Linked DNA regions of Culex quinquefasciatus: region 2 is linked to region 1. The links are chromatin contacts, called in public Hi-C maps. All regions are on one chromosome and are shown on one strand. Each heading gives the region's core, a stretch centred on a gene start, on an enhancer-like site or on the middle of the called end of the contact. The rest is flanking DNA. Distances are from core to core; before and after follow the strand shown.

What was found. Hi-C and Micro-C count contacts between places; a contact is called where the count stands out from the background.
Region 2: a Hi-C map of whole body shows a contact between it and region 1, with 10 times the contacts expected there. The contact joins the promoter of LOC6043009 here to the promoter of LOC6046680 in region 1. A contact is called at or near these places in 2 of 2 Hi-C or Micro-C datasets (both in whole body).

What each region holds. Positions count from the first base shown.
Region 1 is chr2:147,235,269-147,238,789 of VPISU_Cqui_1.0_pri_paternal, reverse strand. LOC6046680 (protein tiptop) reads left to right here and starts at 2,013. Exons shown (of 6, transcript XM_038256883.1): 1 at 2,013-3,252.
Region 2 is chr2:147,468,580-147,472,100 of VPISU_Cqui_1.0_pri_paternal, reverse strand. It overlaps LOC6043009 (zinc finger protein ZFAT), which reads right to left and starts at 1,876. Exons shown (of 9, transcript XM_038254872.1): 1 at 1,703-1,876.

The sequences.
Region 1 (3,521 bases), core at 764-3,263:
AAAAATATTTTGAGCTGTCAGCTCAAATAACTCTTCAAAATATCCAAAACAGTGTTAAAGAATTATAAAATCGAATACGGCTAAAATGGATATTACTTTTTTTCTCCAAAAAGTGTGAATTTAGTAAATTTTGAGTACAGTCTTGACTAAATTATCCGAGGCCTGAATTATCCGAAGTTTCGTTGATACAAAGTACGATTTTCGGTAGGTTTCTAAGGAAATTTGGATATTCGGAGCAAGGACAAAAAAGATTTAATTCCTCATATTAGTTTCGCATTCAACAACAATTTTGAGTTCTGCGACCTTGTTGAAAATCTTCAACATTAACAAATACATTTTCTCAGCATCACCATGACCAAACCTTGGATTTAAAATATCTTAATAACTTTGGAGCATTGTTTAAGCTCAGCAACCTAAAACAAGGCATCGTTATGACAAAATTTCTAGTTTCGATTATTCAAAGCGATTTCCTTTCGGGGACTTTAGATTTCCAAGTCTAGGCTGTGTTTGTAACTCCTTAAACGTTTGTAGGTGGATTTCACGCATTTTGCGAAATCATAATAAATCACTAACCCTTGTTAAAACTATATATTTTTTGTAGTTTGAACTGACTGCAAAAAGAGAGATATTATGATAATGCATGATTATTTTTAATCCAAATAATAGTATCATTTTAGAGAGAATTTGGAGAAAAAATCATTTTTTGTTGTTGCTTTTATTTACTGCAATGAGATTTACTGTAATTTAGTGAAATGAACAAAAACATCTTCCATCAAGTTGAAAATGCCGTCGGCAAATCCTTCGTTGTTGGATATTCTGTTTTTAATACTATTATCTGTTGGTGCTTTACTCTCTAACGCTTATTCTTGCTTGCTTCATTTTACACACAAGACTTTTGCTCAACGACTAAACAAATTTATTAACCTATTTCTTTTGGTATTTTTTGATGCCATTAGCAAATAATCATTCCAATTTTTTTCTAATTTTGTCAAGTTTGCGAACGACAACTTTCCAAATCTAATTTTTTCCCTGGATGTTAAGGAGAGGTCAAAAACAAATTTTTATAGCGTTACTTATTCACTTTTTCACTAGAAAAAAATCACAATTTTAAGAATACTGATTTTTATTTTCCATAATTTTCTTTTCATCACGGAACAGTCTCGAAACCATCAGTTTTCGAACCACAAACCGCACACACCGTAAAACCCCGACGGCTTTCCTTCAATCTTCAAAAAACGGCAAGACCCCCACGTCGTCGTCCTGCGAGGACTGCCATGAGGTGGCGGTGGTGGCGGCGGCGCTAGGGCGCACCATAATTCATTCAGTTTTACAACCGTCACTTTTTGGAGCGCACGCTCAATGGCGAGCTTCCTCGCTTTGCACCACTTCATCACCGCACCACCACACTTCCTCGGAGCTCCTAAGACACACTTTTGATCCATCAACCCGGCGACGATCGCCTTCAAAAATCTGAGCATGTTTGATGACTGTCACCACGCGGCTCTCATCGCGCTCTCGTGAAACTTTTGGGAGTTTTTTGCTCGCGAACTACGACGAGCGACAGGAAGAAGTGTCACTTTTGACACACAGCGACAAACACACAGTAGGCGAATATTTTGAATGTGTGTTGCGGGGAGAACCGACGAGCTTCCCCTTCGTTTGAAGGGGAAGTCACGGTTTTGTGAGAGAGGAAGGAGAAGTTCTGCGAACGAGAGCGGGAGAGAGCGCGTTCGGGTTTTGAGGGGAAGTTGGCACCAATACAGAGGCACGGCACACACGGATCGGTTGGCGCGGTGGGTCAAGTGGTGCCTCCACCAACACTAGCGTTCCGGCAGGTGGTCATCGGGGATCCCACACACAGCTCTGATTTCTGCCAATTTTTCTTCAATCCTCGGCAACTTGTCTACCGTTTGGCGATTTGGAGGTTATGCATTGCTGCCATCCCGTTCTGGCCTGCTTCTTACGCTGCTGGGGAAAGGATGCGTTGCAAGAAGCTCGTCTCGCTCGGTCCCGAGCGCCGGACTTGCCGCACACAGCGGCTGCTGGTGGCCAAGAACTGCAACCCGCAGCCAGTCACTGTCACCGTGCTGCAGATTCGCAGGCCGCGTTGAATTGCTTTTCCGCCGTCGGGTCCCGGGGTTTCGTGCACGCGACCGGCTAAACTATACGCGCGCCGCGAGCTTGATGTGGTACGGCTGAACGATACGGAGAGGTCTACCGTGCGTTCTGAAACGCTCGCCGGACGCTCGTTACGTCTGATTGGGTAGAATTTCTCTGTTCAGAAGCTGTTTCGCGTTGTGTCTGAACAGATTCCATGCATAAGTTGCTTCACGTTTGGTTTGCTGGTACCGGACAGCTGCACGGTACAGCAACCGCACGTGCTGAATCGCTCGTCAGACGTTCGAAAAGTCTGAGTGGGTAGAACGTCATTGTTCAGAAGCTATTTCGCGATGTATCTGAACAGATTCCGTCAAAAAATGGCTTCACGTCTGGTTCACTAGACTCTGTCCAGCTGTACGATACAGCAACCGTTCAAAACGCATGTTTTCGTAAAACTCCGTGCAAATTCTTAGAAAAACCCACATTTCCTTCCAAATTGACCATAACCTCACACTCAGCTGACACTTGCGAAGCCGGCTCGCACCAACTGTTGGAAGCCAAAACAGCAAATCACATGTTTTTCACGAAAACGGCGTACGTTTGTGTGCATGCCCCAAGTCGGTCGGTCGGTCGGTTTCCTTGTTTGCCGCCATCCTTCACCCAAGTGATGTACGCGTGAAATTTATGTTTATGTGCGCGCCCTCGCGTCGGTTGTATTGCGTGTTTTTTTTACGAGCGTGTGCGTGTTGCAGCTGTGTGTGATTGTGTGGAAGAAGCATACGCACATTTTGCTTTGACTCAGGCCTTCGCGGAGAGAACGAAGAAAGCGAACGAAACGAAGGGGAATCCGACGAAGGCAGCGATGATGATGGAGAACGCGGCTGGAGAGAAGAAGCATAAGGCAGGTGCCTTTCTGGAATGGTGATGGTGTGTGCGGTGCCGTGCGCTCAAGGGGATGAAGTGGGATGGTCAACGGAGAAAAGGGTGGTAATCGGTGGTAGCGACACCGAGCAACAGATGGCGCACCAAGTCGGTGTGGAATAGAGTTTTTTTGTTCTGTTTGTTGGAAGATAGGAACGATAGTAGAGTTGTGGGAAGGTTGGGAAATTGTTCGTAGTATTTAGATACTTAATGCAGTAACCACGTGATAAGGTGAGTTTTCATTGATTCGCTAAAAATATATAATTATTTATGATGTTGGTATAATGAGTTTGAAGAAATTTGTCAAATTCAGGCAAAACCATAATGTTACCATAATTGCTGTCGTAAAAGACAAAATGTAAAGTCCTCAAGCCTAGAGTTTTAAAAAAGTCAATAGCTTAATATTAGTTTTTAGATGTTTAAAGGACCTTTTCAGCTCTAGATGTATTCACTGATCAAACAAAAAACCGTTGCAATTATTTTTTCAAGTATATATTCAA
Region 2 (3,521 bases), core at 627-3,126, 230 kb before region 1:
CTTCAGAACAATACAGAATTGTCAACCAAACAAAAGGTGTTTGTTATTGTTTACATTACATGCGCTAGTTTTTGTTTATTTAAGGTCAAACATTAAAAAGCGTTTTTTTCGAAACGTCAAAAAGCGACGTGCGAAAAGAAAGCACAACAAAATCGAGTTTACCTATTTCTTCCTGTTCAGTTAGATCCGTGTGTTTTTTTTGTCATGGAGTGGAAATAATCAAACTGCTTTCAATGCAAATTTATAAAAAAGATTTTTTTTGTTTAGCCCTCTGACGCCAACTTTATTTTTGGAAAATTTTGTATATTTCCGCGATATTTCAAGCAACTACGAACAATTTTGCTTCTCATGATTTATGTTTTTATAGTTTAATTTTCAGCATTTTAATATGCCATTATCTTGTTAAGACTTTTTCCGATGATAATAAGGCTCTACCACCTGCTAGCATTACCTTTGAAGTTTTTTTTTTATATTTCTGCAGTCATCTTCCAATTTTTTGCATGTTTTCATTTGTTGATTAACTCAACTCCCGTAAGCATTTAACCACTCAAATTTGACTTAAATGAGGTCGCAGAACTCGAATTTGAGAGTTCTGGTTTTCATTTCTTTTAAAGAATCAAAAACAGGAACTTTTTTTTAAATAACAAAACCTATATTAAATTTAACACAAAAAAAACGTTAACAAAATTATATATTTTAATCTGAATAACCAACCTTTTGATTCATTCACATCCTTATCCATCCATTCTAATAACCAATAACCGTTTCCATTGGCCATTTTCATTTCCATCCCATTCCAAACATCTCGTTTCTAATCTCCAATATACCACCACACGTCACGTATTCCTCCCTCCCTCTCTCCCAAAGCGTCAGCCATAACCGTTCTCAATAAATAATAACGCAAACCGCCTGTCAATTATTTGATCTATTACAAATGACAATGGCAGCGCAGTACGGAGAAACAACAACAAAAACAACAACCAAGCCATCAAACATTCACGCTCGTCAAAGCCATCACGAGCACGAGCTGCTGCTGCGAGAACGAGAGCGAGAACGAGCGAATAAGAGTACGAATGTATCGACAACGCTGACGAATACCAACAACAACAACATCAGCAAAGCAAAACTATTAGCAAGCCACACCTTTTAAAAGGGCGGTACGTAAAAACACACCGTCGCTGCTCGTCGTCGTCCGCATGTATCGAGCAACAAACCAAACAGAACAAAAACAACAACAACAACAACGGTGGACACAAAACTGTGCGAGAGCCGTCGGCAAAAGAGAAGAAAATTTCAGACTGCCGGCTTGCCGAACGCAAAAGTGTGCACCGTCAGGTGCTGCCACCTTCTGGAGCAGAGGAGAACTTCCACTGTGTGACGTTTACGCCATTGATGGATTGGTGAAGGATTGCACCAATACATGTAAGCGAGTGGCAGCGCTCCGGATTGCGAAAGTGAGGTTATGTTTGGATAAATTTTTGTTTTCATGATTTTTTGAAGGAAATTTAATCATTTTTGCTCAAAATTTTAGGAGTATCTATAAAAAGTCGAAGTCATATCGCAGGAAGTGGACGACGACACAAAGACAGCAATATTTTTACAAAACCTTCAAATCAAAACAAATCCTTTGTTTACATTTGCTAGGAACCTGTTTCACCCTACATCCAAGTCTACTAAACGGCTAAGTGGATCGGCACAGTACCTGTTCGTTGCCCGCTACTAAATTCCGCCACTAACAGTCACTAATTCCTCACAACACTTCACTTTGAACCCGTAGAATATCAATTATGTTGCCACTTTACACAAAACATCAACACGCGCGATGCACGGCACGTCCGCCGAGAGAGCGAGAGCGTGAGCTGCAATCAAAACACACGCACACCACTGTACGAACGCTTCTTTGACAGTTTAGCATCACTGTGTGTGTGCGAGTACGAGTGAGCGGGCTCTCTCCCTCTCCCGGGAGAGCCGGTGAGTGAGAGCCCGATTATTAATGGGTAGTGAGTCGAATTGCTCCTCCTATCCGTCAATGATGACAAGCCGGTGCGGAGTCGATACGCGTGTGACAGTTTGTTCGTCTGTCCGTCTGTGCGTCCGTACGTACATGTCCATCACGGCAGCTCTCTCTCCCGTTATTGTAAGCGCGCTCTCCGGGAGGAAAAGTGTGTGTGCGGTTGGAAGAAGAGCGAAAGAAAGTGTGGCGGCGTTCCGGTGAGATTTTAAGTTTTTGTTGAGTTTTTCTTGCCATGGTTTTGGCGTTGGCGTCAGAGTGGAATTTCTTCGTGAAGGGATGTTCAGAGGCGTTTGGTGTTTTTTTTATATGATTTATGATTTTTATGATTTCAAAAAATATTTTGGATTAATTTATTGGACTCCGGGATGTTTAGTCTGATATGCTTTTTGTAGAGTTAGAATTAGATGTAAAATTGTTTTTTAAAGCTGTGATTCTAATACAAGAAAAATTGGAATAGTGAATAATAGAATAGTGAATAATAAAACGAAATTCACCGCAAAGATCGAGAGCATTTCATTACAAGAAAGTTCTTTAATGATAATTTTATTAAAAAATGATTATTTGGATATGATGACAAAAAGTCATTTAGTTGATAAAGAATGACTAATAAGGCCGTTGCAAATATTTTTCAAAGTTTATGTCACCCCCCCCCTCCCCCTTCAAAATTTGTTTTAAAAAAATCAGGGAGCAAAAAAATATTTGTAAAGTAAGCAATTCTTTTATAATTAATTGAAATTTCTGAAAAAAATATTCTTAGAATTTTACATATGCAAATGTGTGCCTTAGTATTTGTTTTGAATTTTTGGATATTTCTCGAATTAGTTTTCAAAAAGCCGTAAGAGCCATTGGTAAACAAAGTCCTTTTTGTATTGGTATTCGACCTACTTACGAAAAACCAATATCAAAAATGCTCGAGATTGTTCATCTACACGTCCTTCAAGTGCCCCATACTTGAAATAAATGAAATTTTGTTTCATTTTCGAGAAAAACGAAAATTAGTGTCAGAGGTCACGGTGGCTCTTACGGCTTTTTGAAAACTCACACGAGATTTGTTCTTTTAAAAATTAGCTGATCTTTGATTTTTTTTAATAAACAGCAAATCAAATTTATTTCTATAAGTTGTAACATTGTTTCATAGATTCGCAGTGCTTGAAATTTGCACACAGATTTAACTTGTCGAATTAACGAAAAGTTCTTATGTTTTATTTATGAAAAAAAAAAAATGATTTTTTATGTTTATGGATTTGATTCAACCTGTGTAGCTTCTATACCACCTTTTAAATATTTTTGAATCTTTTATTTATTATTTTTTTCTGAGAACAAATAGAATTTCGGGGTAGTTTTGCTGAAAGTACATTGCACAAGAACAGCTTATACGGAGATAAAAGAGTTCCCAAAATCATGAACATGTGTTCATGAAAATGAGTCATTCTCGGGTGAGTTTTCGAAAAGTCGTAAGAGCCGTTTTGACCTCCAACACTAATATTCGTTTTCTCAAAATTTTAAT